2 separate regions of the Anas platyrhynchos genome follow, and region 2 is linked to region 1. A link is a contact called in public Hi-C data. All regions are on one chromosome and are shown on one strand. The core of a region is the stretch at or near the end of the contact, and the rest is flanking DNA. Distances in the headings are between cores, read along the strand shown. Region 1 holds the start of PPA2 (inorganic pyrophosphatase 2). Region 2 overlaps TET2 (tet methylcytosine dioxygenase 2).

Region 1 (6,870 bases), core at 2,811-5,310:
GTCTGTTTCTCCCTTTTTGTGTACATGCACCTATGTGGAAGAATGAATGAAAAAGAAAGAAGACCATTTGGTGATTTCTCTTTTGCAACAGGCAAGTTGCTTTGCAGTAAACAAAGATAAATTTTTAAAATCTTAAATCAAGTTTCAGTCAATACTTGCGAATACGTTTGGGTGGAAGTTACAGTAGCTGAAAATCCCTGCTTCACAGGGCGTAACACGAACACAGTACGGATGTCTAGGAAGGGAGAAACGGGCGCATCCAGCAAAGCTTGACACGGGCACCGTGTTCTCGCCTCTCGAGGACTTGGCTTTCTAGGCACAAGTCCAGGCAGAGCAGTGGCATGCCTGCCCGGCTGGCCTTGGCCATCAGCACCTGCTGCAATTAGACACTGCTGGCCAGACGAGCGCTGCCTGGCTGGCAACCCTGCCCACTCACAGCGACTGTAATCTGCCACGGGAATCCTACGCGCCGTTATAAGCAGCCTAATGAAAAGCATGGTTAAAAAACAAACAAACAAACAAACAAACAAACAAAAAACTAGCAGCTTGGAGAAACAATTTATTCAGAAAAAAATAGGCTGAAAACTTGTCATCTTCCTATACCTCATAGTGAATATTATGACTAAAAAATAACTTTGCATAAATGTTGATGATCAGCAATAGGGTAGCTGAGGTGAGTTCACAGTCTGTCCCAGTTTCTTTGGGTCTTTCTTCACAGTGAGATGGAAAGTGATGTAACCTAATAAGGCTCACTCTATTTACTGAAACACACAATTTCTTCCTCTTATTTAGACAATGTAGTCTTTTGCTGCCATCAGGTATTTGTCAGCACGTAGGAGTTACCTGTTCCCCCCGGGGTGGCTGGAGCACGAGGACAGCGGTCCACGAGCGCAGGCCTTTTGCACGTAGGTAGCAGTAAAGCAGAAGGCTGGCAGGAATTGATTCCTTCAGATTAATGGTTTTATAAGCAATGGAGATAGAAGTTACATTGCAGCAAAGTTAATGAGAGTGATGTAATCTCCAGTCAAGAGCAAACACACTGAAATAGCACATAGTGGTACTAATGACATTCTTCAAAGCCTTATTAGCTGAAAGGATGAAAATGATTTTCATTCAGGAGGAAGGGAAATTGTTCTTTTTATGATTATTTATAACATAATAAACTGTTTTCTGCATTTAATTTGCACAGCATTTTCACTGGCAAAACATACGCCCAGTTTCATAATACATACATGAAAGAAAGAAACGTAAATGTACACTGCAGAGTACAAACTTAAAGTAAGGGTGTCCTTCAGGCTTAGGTGATTATACTGCTGCTGAGTCTTTGCCATACTCCACTGGTATTCTGGTGGAATGAGATTCACCCCTGTGCAGAGGGCAAGCATAAAACCTAAGTACCATGTAAGCCCTACTTAAGTCTGATGGACCTGATTCTAATTCCATTGAAATAAATAGCAATATTTTCATCATCTTTCAGTGGAAGCTGTTTCAAGGTCAATAAATGGGATCGGCCCTATATACACCTTTTGCTGGCCCAATTGGAACGATACTTGAAGTATTTGGACATAAAATGTTTGGAAATAAAAAGAAGTGAAAAACGACCTTGGTAGTAAAAACCATAGTAATTTAAGAGAATTTGAGTCATGTAGATACCAGAACCAAAACATGTATTTGTTCAATAGATTTAAGAGTATGAAGTGAATTTGTTTTAACAAGGAAGCTGCGATATCACTTAAATCTGACTTCAGGAGTACTGCATGTACTTCTGCCATGTTCTGTGTACCATCATGCATAATACTGAGAAACACAGTTAAATCTGTTCAGGGCTTTATTGTTATTATTTCTGTAGGGAAATTTAATTAAGAGAATTTTAGAGTACTAAAACATCAAGTTCTCTGCTTTCACAACGTTAACAGGGTTGGTACATGTTTTTCCACCATATCATCCACCCTTGCTAGGTAACAGGATGACATCTGTTTATGCACCTAGAAAGCGCTTGCACTGGAGCTCATTTATATTTCATAAATTCCAAGTGTTTCACAGATGATTTCCCACTACAGATGAGAAAGCTTTAGATAAGACCACACTAGGCAAAGGAGAACTCTGCACTCAGACTTTGGGCATCTTACAGTGACTCTTGACCACAACTGCATATTTCACTTCCTAACTTGTACGAGTAAATAAATATATGTTGGGTTTCTCCTAGAATAACACTACAACCAACTGCCAACTTTGTAAGAATAAAAATACTGCGAATACTCCATGTGCACTCAGTAAATGATTTTCAAAAGCTCTGAACTTCCATAAATGAAACCCACATTCCTCAGACTCAAGCAGAGGTGGAAGGCTAGGCCCACTTGTTTTTATCCTTGCATGTTTCAGCAGCAGGCCAACTCAAAGAAAATGCTGAATAGGGTTTTTAAAATAGAGAAAGTTTCTCTCTCTCTCTCTCTACTTTTTTCTTTTTTTTTTTTTTTCTTTTTCCCACGTGAAAAACTGATGATTTGCCCTCTTACAAACCCAAAACATTAAGAACTTCAAACGGACACATGAAGAATTTCAACCCCCAAGTGTCCCATTCAGGAAAACCTTGCATTTGGTGAACTCAGGGATGAAAGATGCCAACACCTCTGGCAAAACACCAACTATTTAGCAGCTTCTGTGGAGGTGGATAATTGGCCTGCCATTCTGTTCTCCTGGAGATAAGCCTGTTGTGACAAATTTAGCAAACAATGGCTCAGAAAAAGAGAAGGAAGGAGACCATAACTTTTTATCCAGCACCCTTACAGTAGGGAAAAACCCACCCACTAGCAAACAACTCTGAGGTCTGGAGTAGCTACTAACAGGTTTAAGGAGTACAGGCAGGAGCAGTGATGGAAGCTGTCGGGGAAGTCTCCCGCTCCATTGTAAAATAAAGCTGGATCCTTAGGACGCAGGCACAACAATCCTGATGCTTGTAAAACCTTACCTACCCAACAGTAAAGGGGACAAAGAAAGAGCAAAAGAAGTTATATACCTTTTTAATTGGATGGAAGAGATTGTCTGAGCCTTAATGCTGCAAATGAAAAATTCCCAATACAGTTTTAAATACCATATAAAATAATCAGGGGAACATGTAGTTATCCTACACAAATCTTCCACAATAATTCAAATCGGAGTTAAAATTCAAAATTAGTATCAATCGCCAAAGACATTGGTTTGGGATGTATGAGCGACAACAGTAACAAAAATTGGCCTGCCTCAGTTTCTCCATCAGTAAAACGAATGCAGTGATTTCTGCCCCTTTTGGGTGATTTTTGAAAAATCCATGAAGAGAAGCAATGCTCCAAGAACCCATATTGGTAGGCGAAACTCATATGAAACCCTCCTCAAGGATCGACAGAAAGAGACTGGTGTCCAAAGCCACCAGTATTGCAGGAATTGGACTGTGCATAGGGGGACAAGCTTCAGAACCACTACAACCTGAATACAGACGAGAATCTAGTTTGTGTGTTTATGAGGTTCAATATAAAAACATTATCTACTTGTGGGAGCTCATCTGTGGACGGCCCGGTGAGAGCTGTTTGTGCTGAGAAGAAAGGTTGGATTTTAAGTTGGATATTAGGAAGAGCTTCTTTACTGAGAGGGTTGTGAGGCACTGGAATGGGCTGCCCAGGGAAGTGGTGGAGTCACCATCCCTGGAGGTCTTTAAAAGACGTTTAGATGTTGAACTTAGGGATATGGTTTAGTGGAGGACTTGTTAGTATTAGGTCAGAGGTTGGACTCGATGATCTTGACGTCTCTTCCACCCTAAATAATTCTGTGATTCTGTGAAATGAACGCTTTTTCCCCAAAGGAGCAGCCCCACAGCGAAACGGGACAAACTCCCAAGGTAAAACCCAAGGTAAACGGGGGGGGCAAGCGTCTGGACTCGGCAACCCCCCTTGGGGACAAGCCGCCTCCGCCCGCCTTCACCACAGGGCTGGTGCGGGGCCGCGCCGCCATTTTGGGGCTCGGGGCCATGGCTCCCCTCAGGCGGCGGTGCGGCTGGGGGCGGCTCCCCCTGCTCGCCCGCAGCTCTCCCTGCTCGCCGGCGGGGCAGGAGGGCACCGCTCCCGGCCCCGGAGGCTCCCTGCCCCGCCGTGCCAGGGCTTCCAGGCGGGGCAAGGGGGCAGGCGCGGCCCCGGCGGCCGCAGGAAGGGGAGGGAGGCGGCCGCCGCCATCATGTGTGCGCTGCCGGGGCTGGGGCGGCTGCTGCGGGCGGCGCGGGGGTGGGGGCGGCCGCCGCGCCGCTGCCTCAGCGCCATGGCCCGCTACGGCACGGAGCCGCGGGGGCGGCCCAACTCTCCCGATTACCGCCTCTACTTTAGTAAGTAGCAGCGCCCCGGGGCTCCGTAAAACCCCCTCTCCTTCCTTCCTTCCTTCCTAGCCCGCCAAGGGAGGGGGGCGCGGTGGGGGAGAGGCGGCGGCGGTTCCCCGCAGAGACCCCTCAGGCTGGAGGAGGCATCGCCCCTCAGCCGCCCCGTGCGTGAGGGGGGAGATTTTGTGTGGAAAAGAAGGGCTTTTCTCGTCATGGTTTCCTTCTAGAGGGGCTGCTGGGCCTTGAGGGCCGCGCAGAAGGTGGAGAGGTGCTGGGGGTGCCTGTGGCAGCCTGGCTGGCGGGGGCCATGGCAGCCTCAGCTCAGCAAGCAGCGTGGTAGCATTCCCTGCACCCTGTGACGAAGCCAGTCCTCTCTCAGAAATGTCAAAAAACAAAAACAAAACCAAAAAAAATTCAGGGCTCGAGCCCTGAGGGACTTCCTAGGCCAGCAGCAGTGAGGGGCTCTGGGAGAGCACCCCCAGGGGGCTGCTCAAAGCCCAGGGAAATCTGGTGGCGTGCAGCCTCAGCATTACGCATTTGGGTCATAAAGCTGGCTGTTGGAAGGCCCCTGGTTTCGCAAGCACCCTCTCGGTACATCTTTGGGCCATTAGCTTCTCGGGAGTTACATCTGACGTCCGCTGGCGTCATGCACCCTGCCTGTGCTGCCCCGCTGGCGTGCGAGGCACAGAGCTTTCGTGTGCTGCAAAAAGTCACGTTCCTCAGTAAAAGCAAGCAGCCCACCACTAAACTTTGTTTTATTTAGGAGGAATGTCTGGGAGGCTTCCAAGGGCTGTGAGAAGCACCCTCACGTGTTCCTCCGTGTTGAGGTGGTCCAAGGCTAAAAGAAGTCCTTTGTTTTTCCATTTACTGTGACAAGGGGTGCTAACAAGGGGGAACTCCTTGAGATTAGTGTTAGTACTTTGTATTGCTGCTGCTGTTTCTGTTTATGCATCGATTTGTTGCCATACTTCGGTGTTTGTTACATTGAAAAGTTTCTGAGTAATTTGAAATGTTTAAGCGTGCGTTTTGTTCCTCCCTACAGTGAAAACAAGGCTAAGGTGCAGACCAGATCCCCATTAAGCACTAAGTTATCGTCAGCTTTTTCATTTTTTTAAGGTATCGTTTCATTTCTAGGGCCTGTGCAATTATCCTATCCGTCACGTATTCTCTTGGTCAGACTTGGGCCTAATATGTTGGACAATTGTCTCTTTGTGAAATTTAGCTTAATAGAAACGTAGTGAAGTTACTGGGACTGCACTGCCAGGAAGCCCAGGTAAATTCACTGATTGCTTATGGAACTCCACGCCTTTTTTTTTTTTTTAAATCTTTTTTTTTTTTTTTTCCACCTGTTAATGGTTCTGTATTGCCAGGGAGGAGGAGAAAAGAGAATGAAAGGATCTTCTCAACTTTTACATAGTTGTATTGCCAGGTAGGAAGGACAGAAAAGTATGGCATTGTATACAGAAGCAATAATTCTCATTCTAATGAGTCATTGTCAAGCAGTCAAATACATTGTCCTGCACAGAGCTTATTTTTTGGTCTTTGGAACTACAATTCAGAAAAAAAGAAGTTTAATTGATGTATTGTGTCACTCCTTATCCTTGTATAATGCATAACAGTTCTTAGCGATGCAGGTGTCTTATGGCATGCATTTAGATTTGTAATGCTACTTTTTCGTTGTGTTTTTCAGAGAATGGAGATGGTAAATACATTTCCCCATTTCATGACATTCCACTTTTTGCTGCAGCTAAAGAGGTTTGTATATTTGTATATTTGCCTTGCGACAAAATTCACTTCTGAAATGATAACTGCTTTGTTGGTACTCGCTAGGTAAAAACGCGCTTTTAAAAAGAATTTTTAGAGCATTTGAGACAACAAAATCTGTAGCATCAGAAGGGACCATTTTAATCCAGGCTGATTTCCTGTGTAACACAAGCAATATAACTCCAGCCAATTTTCTCAGCTGAATTCAGTAACTTGTAGTAAAATGTAGTGATAATAATGAGGGTGTGAATGACTCTAGGTGTCTTTTTAAGACTCCAGGTTATTGAGGGTGGGGTAAACCGTCATGGTATTTTGTGATAATTCTTCTCTATGGTTAAGGCTTGTGTTTGTGCTCTAGAACACTTTTTATTGTTACTTTTTTAAAATGGCATTTTTCTACAACCACAATTAAATCTATGCGTTTCCCCGCTGTAGGACATCTACAGCACATACTTTTGTGGCTTGTGGTGTATTTTTTTTTTTAATTCCCAAAAGGGGGAGCGTAATTGGAAGCCAACAACAATGCCCAAGAGAGAAGTGGTAATCGCACCTTTGGAGAATTACAAGGCGTGAGGTGCAGCTGAGCACTTTCACGTCTTGTTAGCCACACTCCCTGGAGTTTCATTATAGCAATAATGAAACGCCTGCTTTATATGTCACCAGTGGGAACTGCCAGTCTTTGGGTTAGACTTGGGTTTGCTTATTATGGTTTGCTCGTTACACAAACAGATTGGGAGGGTTTGGGCCCTTTCCTTCACTTGTTGCTG
Region 2 (6,870 bases), core at 3,218-5,717, 120 kb after region 1:
GCCTCTGGAAACGGGGGTTTCATCATATTTTGAAGCTTTGGAGGTTGGCCATGGCCAAAGGGTAAAGCACAGTAGCGTTTCTTGTAGCACTGAACGATGTGGTAAGAACCATCAGCACCTCACTGGTTTAATCCCATGAACACAAAGAAGAGCCACTGGTGGGATGGCTCAGCCAACTTTTTTTTTAATTTTTTTTAGCCTACTCTATAATGCAGGGTTTTCTCTTTCCTAAGAACCTCTCTGTGCTATTTTGCCTAATACATTCCCTGGTAGCGTAAAAAGCTGAAACACTTCTTGCTCCTCTCATTGCTTTTGTTCTTTTTGCCACATGTCGTAGTTCTTTTGAATTAACCGGGCTGCTTTGTATTTAAGAGGGGTGACGGGAAGCCTTTTGTGCTGAGCAGATACCGTTCAGGTCTGTTGGTGTTCCTACCTTGCCTTCCAACGCTGCAGGCAGGTGTTAAGGTAACTCAGTGCCGTCCAGCGGGTGCTCTGTGTGCTTCCCTTCCCCGGGCACAAAATGAGTAAGAGTTACAGAACCACGCTCTGCTGAGATAGCAATGAGGGAAGGAGACAGAGGAACAACGTGGTCCCTGCCTGCCTACCTCCTGGGCCAGGGAGCCCTCCCTCTGACTCATTCAGCGCTGCAGATTTTGATAGGGCAGCTCAGACCCTCTCCAAGACTCCCAGCTCCCACCCCACAAGGAGACATCAGGGGAAAAACCGTGATATATAAATACCACGGGTGCTCTTTCATCTCTCCTCCATCTGCCCCTGTGTTTGGGTAGATGGGCTGTGGCGGGGAAGAGGAGCTTGGCAGAAAAGCACAAATCGGTCACGAATCTCTCTCTCATGCGCACCTACGGCAGAGAAAGCTGTGGCTGGGGACAGCTGTTGGTTGTGCTGAGGAATTTGTTTCCCCAGCTTTGTGCTGACCCCATTATTGATCTGTTTGTGTGCCATGTATATGAAAAATTAAGAGTCCCGAGTCTGTTCCCCAGTAGCTGGGCAAAACCCTTCAGTAAGAATTGCACTTATGCATCTGGAGACATAATTAAACTTTAGGTGTGCCTTTTGCTGAACTCGTTGAACAAGATTTCCATTACTTTTTTACCTAGAGGACAAACCCATGACAGAGTCTGTATTTATTTTGAGATACTCATCTAAACTGACACAATGGTGGTTATTCACCCCGTAGCATGCAATGGTAAATTTTACAGTATTTTCTTCCATCCTGTCTCCAACTTAAAAGCCTGGAGTTAAATAATCCTTATCATAAGCAGCATTTCTTTCATTACATTTTGTTCCCTGAAAGAGTCTGCTCTTATAATGTAAGAAGGCGTCATTAATGGCCATAATGAGAAGATTCTGAGTCAAAGATGTGCTAGACGCATCATTTGGGTATCTGTAGAGATCTTCCCCTGGTTAAGCTAAATGTTCTGGTAAAGCCCGCAGACATCATAAATACTAATAAACTAGGCCTGGTAAGCCTCCATACTTTCTGATTCAGAACATTTTCCAAAAGTGCTTCGGGACTACTGGAGGATGACTCCAGAAGCTGTACTGTGATGCACCCAGCCAAAAAGCCACACAAACTCAGAGAAGATGAGATGAAGACTGCTGGTTCTCCTTTCTCTGAGGCTCCCCGTACCTGTACAGATTCACTGTAAGGTGGATTTGCTTTCCGCAGGCAGAAGAAAGCCCACAAAGAACACTCGAAATAAGACCGTAGCAGTGACCCATTTTCTGTCCTTCCATTCTTATTCCTAGGTCTATTACACACTGTAATGAACACCATAATGAGCAGCGAAGAGACATCAATAACTGACGGAAGCACATTTGCTCACATGCTAAAAGCAACATTAAAACTGAGCTAGGAATTGGGACAAAACCAGCGTGGGGCTGAGCTGCAGAGCTCTTCACCTTCTCTGGCTGGAGCTATCTGGCCACATGAAGGCAGCTGGTGACCAGCTCTGGCCTCCCTGCCTCATGTAGTTTAAATAATAAAAGATACCTACAGCAGCTTTGGTGACTTAATGCAGAGCTGCCATGGATACGGATGGAAAAGGTGAAGCCTCTGGACTAGCTCTGTGCTTGCAGGAGTTGCCTTCAGGAATGGGACAGAAGCACGTTGGGAAAGAGGCAGGGAGAAGCTCGTAGCGTGTCTTTCCTAAGGGCTTTGCCATTGGGATATTTACAAACACGGCGATGTATCATAGTAACTGGTATAAAATAGAAGTATGATCTTTCTGCTATCTCGTCTCCCTCGGAAAGGTCAGCCTTGCTGTCTGGGAGGAAAAAAACAAAACCAACCCTTCGCCACTTAGCAGGCTTCTGCAAAGCTGGGAGTAAGTAAATTGTTTGATTTCAAACGTAAAAATTGGAAGTGATTTATTAACGAGCACGGGTTATTTTTTGCTAGTTTAGCAGCTTTTTCAAGAAGGCTGTGTTTATCTTTGGCAGCCAGTCACGGTTGTGTAGCCTGTCTTCCTCCACATACATGCTTTTCTGAGAAAACTTCAAGAAGCCTAGAGGCTGTCAACAACCCATCGTCAGACCACGTACTTCCATTTTACAATAAACTGCTAACTTCTAGGAAGGAAACTGTTTTAGGGTAATTTCAAGTACAATACAAGCTTCCTTGAAGAACTTCAAGCATAAGGAAGAGACAAATCGAGTTTTCTAATAAGCATCTAGTGCGTCCACAAGCAATTAAAAAAATACATATGGAGAAGAAGTGTGGAGATCTGACACTGAGTGTAAGGCCTGGTTTGCTAGAGGGACATTTTTTTTCTTGAGGCCCATGCCAAAAAGTAGAGTGGTATTCATATTCTGCAGAGAAAGGTGTGTCACTTGAAACTGCTAAGCCATCTTTCTCCTAACCCGATGGTCACTGTCCAGCAGCGAGGCGTTCATTAGCGCCTGAGTGCAAGTGTTAATGAAGGAATAAAAAGGGAACTGCCGCTCAGGAAGCACACAATCACGCACTGTTCTTTTATTTTGGCCAAAGTAAGCCAGCTTTGCACTTCCTTACCACTTTGAAAATGTTATGTACTTTGAGTCAGTTCAGCAGAGAAACAAACCTGCGGTGCCGGAGAACACAGTCACCTTTATCCCCCAGCTGCTGAATCACTCGCCCGCTCCTGCTAGCTAATAGGAGCTATTTTTAGCTTACGCTGGAAAATTCTCTCGTGGTGGCAATGATATTTCAAACGAGTTTGGAAGCAAAATCACCTTCCCCAGCGCCTCGCTGTGCGCTCGGAGCCTGCGCTCTGCTCGCCCGCCGCGCCGCCAGCGATCTGGGTCAGCCTCGCGCAGGGGATGCGGCATTTGCTGGCTCTTTCATCACCCGCCCGTACGTCCCTACTATGAGTTCTGGGGTCATGTTTGTAAACACTGCGGCCATGTGCGCGCGAGCACGTGGCGAGGCATCAAACCCAGCGCCAGGCGGGGAGGTAAAACCTTGGCGCTGGGATCAATGTCGCTCCGCCGGCCAGCGCCAGCTCTGCGGCCGGTGCATCGCATTCCCCTGGTAGCCGCGTGAAGCGCGCCGGCAGCGTTGCCCGAAGGGAGAAATGGGAAAGCTTTTTCCTGCGCGTGGCACACGTGGGCGCGTCCTGGTGTCGAGGCAGGTTCCTTCTCGCCGCCCTAAGCAAATGGCAGCGCTCCGAAAGGTTCGCGAGGGAAACAAAACGCACTTCTGCCCGCGGTCAGCGAAACCGGAGCCAGCGTGGTCCCTCAACACAATGCCAAACCGTGGCTGTTAGGAGAAAGAATTGTATAAGGGCGTGTTGCCAGCCTTTCCAGAATGACTTCAAAGGCAGATAAGCGAGACATCGTGTCTGTAATAGCTTTTTGCTGGCTTTGCACTGATGAAATTAAGACCATGTTGCAGGCATTTGAGGAAGTAGCTCCTAAGTTATTCCTGTTTATCGGCAGAAGTTGCGTGAAGCTCGAGATGGCCAGTACAAACAAAAGTCACAAGCTTCTCGTTTCCTCTTACAGAGGAGCCAGCAGATACAGCCACCCGAAGGCTTAGGGAGAGTTTCATCTCACCCTGGCCACGCGCTTCACGTGCTTGGAGACAAAGTATGCAGGAGGGGGAACAGCCTGCGCTCGCCTGCTCTCCCTCTCTCCCTCTCTCCCTCCCTCCCTCTCCTGCCATTCTGTTTCAAGCGCAGCTGTAAGTCTGGTTTGCTTTGACCTTTGCTGGGAGAGCTGAGAATAGGACAAAGAGTTAAAGTGTTACCAGGCCCTGCTGAGTTTGCACTTCTCAGGCCCCGCGAGCCAGAGGCGGCTGCGAGAGGGTGTGCACGGCGCGCTGCGGAGGGCGAGCGGGAGGGAGGGTAAAACAAAAGGAGAAGAATAAACAGTGCACACCCCGAAACACAACAGGGAGACATGTACAGAAAAGTGCCTGTCTTTGAAGAGCACGGGCTTCTCTGTTTGTTTCTCTTGGGGTAGTTGTATCTTGTTATCTGAACTCAAGGTACGGTAGATAGAGGAGTCCTTGAACTCCGAACTCGTGAGGAGAGCAGCGAAAAGTAAGTCAATACAATTTTAGCTGAGTGCCTGGAAATAAGCACGCTTTGTCTTTTCGTGCCCCAGCTCTGGGAGGCCATTCCATACGGCAATGCACAGCTGTCCAAACCTCTTGCTTGCTGTATGCCAATGGCCTGCCAAAACAACGCAGAACCGAGGCGCTCCTCTCCCGGTGATAACGCAACCGTGGCTGCTCCGAGCGTCTTGCGTTTCGCTGAGACTCGTCTCTTAAATCTGGAGAAAAAGGGGTCCCTGCTTTGTCAGTGGGAAATAGAAGAGGCGCCCATGCACTTGCACAGGCTTTGTGAAACCCTGCCCGACTGCAAGCGTTACCCAGTTCCCTAGCAGCGTCTCTGGAAAGCAGAGGAGTCCCCTCCTCGCTGTTGCGTGTCTGTCTAGCTAGCGCTCTCCAGCGCTGCTACTCTATCGAGCAATAAAGTTTCTATTTTTGACTCACCGTGGACGACCTCGCTCTAAACCCCGGGCTGAATATCGCTTAAAAGCCAAACGAGCAAACCCCAGCGTGCTCGCGGGCTCCGGCAGCTCAGCCTTTCGCTGCGATCGCCGCCAGCAGCCACAGCCGTGGGTGACAACCGGGCTGGCGCACGCCGCGGCGAGGTCCTGCAGCGTGGCACCCTCTGGCCCGGCACGCAGCGCCCCGGGGAAGCCCGGGCCAGTGTTTGTAAACACCGCGGCCACGTGCGCGTCAGCCACGTGGGGACCCGGCCGCCGAACCTCCAGACTGCCAGGGGAGCGGTGGAAAGCAAAGCGGGGGGAGCCAGGAGGGAAGCCCCCACGCCTGCTCTCGTTGGGGTTTGCTATTGGGTCTATAAACGTGGCAGGGAAAGATCCATCTGTCCTTCACGGTCAACTGCCTCCAAGGGAATGCTGCCCGAGCTAAATTACCCATCGGATTTTGTTTCCGAATGCACTTCATCATGGATTGTATCACGAGTCTCTGAACCCGCTGGAGTTACTTGGGGTGGGCTCTCGGGTAAATGCTTTAAGCACCAAAGCAGGCGGCTCGAGCTACAGCCACCTGTGGCCTAGGAATCCCCGGCAAATCCCAAAGACACCAAAATTCACCACCTCTGATTGAGGTCTAGGAGACTGTTACACAGGAAGCTCCGAACGCTGCCTGCTTTGTGTCACCTGCACAGGTCTGTACATCCCGGCTCCAGCAGGGAGAAGTTTTGGCAGCAAATTAAAGGTTTTTTTCCTTTTTCTTCGAGCTCCGCTACCAAGTATGACATCAGCGCGAGGGTTCGTGAACCCTGACGAACCTTTAATTGATAAAACAGATCAAAACGGGAGGCGTGTGGTAGGTTTGGGCTGGCCTGCAGAACAGTTTGCAGACTGTGGGAAATCTTGCCTGAATGAATAGGAGGATCAAGGGTATTAAAGGTTAATGGGAATTATTGGAGTACCTCCTTACTGGGATGGCATTGCACAACTCTGCCCTGCTCACTGCAATTAACCGACATAACGCACTGCTTTTAATTATAATTAGCTCGTTGTGAGATTCTGCGTGTTTGTTTGGAGGTGCGTGGAGACATCTGCAGCACCAGTAAGATCGAGATAATGCCCTTCCTTCCCTGCACCTTTTCTCACTGAGAGCTGAGGGTTTCAGCAGTGCCGTAGTCCAAGCAGTACACAAAAGCAGTCCTCTTCCCTGAGGAGACAAACAACAGAATTTGAGCACAGTTTAATTTGCTGGCTTGTTTTGGGTGGGCACTGCTGCTTTAAAGGTCCTGAGACTCCTCCAGAAGGGGAAGGAGACAAAAAAAAACAAAAAAACAAAAAAAAAAGTAAGCTAAAGCAAAAAACCCCGATGTGCTGTCAATTAACAGAAAATGTTACTGAAAAACAGCTTCTGAAAAAAGTGAAAAGCTACTCCTTTCTGATTCTAGTTTCTGTTTCTTAAAATTGATACTTCTGTTATCTTAGTAAGCAGAGAAAACTATCTGTAAACTTCTGAATGAGCAGGAAGGAGGGTATCATGGGTAACGCACTGGGGCATAAGAGATATGGCTTCAGTTCCCAGCTACACCACAGCTTTCCTGTATGTCTTTTAGTTTAGTTTTGTTTGCATTTTTTTTTTAAGGTACTGAAATGAATGGCTCCAGCAAAGTTTGCACCACATTTTGTGATCTGTGTGCGCTTTGGCTCTCGGTTGTTGCTTATTAATTTTCTACCCTTTCTCTCACTCCCCGCGTGTTTTGCCTGCTCATTAATAGGAGCACCCTAGGGAAAAGGCTGCAGCAGTGCTGGTTGGGAACTCCTCCGAACTCACACAGAGCAGGTAGCAGGAGCAGCTTTGCTTTATTT

Evidence for each region. Hi-C and Micro-C count contacts between places; a contact is called where the count stands out from the background.
Region 2: a contact with region 1 is called in a Hi-C map of liver, with 2.3 times the contacts expected there. The contact joins the enhancer-like site here to the promoter of PPA2 in region 1. A contact is called at or near these places in 2 of 8 Hi-C or Micro-C datasets (liver and skeletal muscle).

Annotation. Positions count from the first base shown.
Region 1 is chr4:9,130,903-9,137,772 of IASCAAS_PekinDuck_T2T, forward strand. It overlaps PPA2 (inorganic pyrophosphatase 2), which reads left to right and starts at 4,061. Exons shown (of 12, transcript XM_072036944.1): 1 at 4,061-4,348; 2 at 6,030-6,094. The coding sequence starts at 4,204.
Region 2 is chr4:9,251,499-9,258,368 of IASCAAS_PekinDuck_T2T, forward strand. All of the region lies in intron 1 of TET2 (tet methylcytosine dioxygenase 2), which reads right to left. Among named protein-coding and RNA genes, the nearest start is that of TET2, 12 kb to the right of the region's middle. Within about 2 kb of position 4,468, at least 4 of the 8 cell types and tissues checked have an H3K27ac peak or open chromatin away from gene starts, as enhancers often do.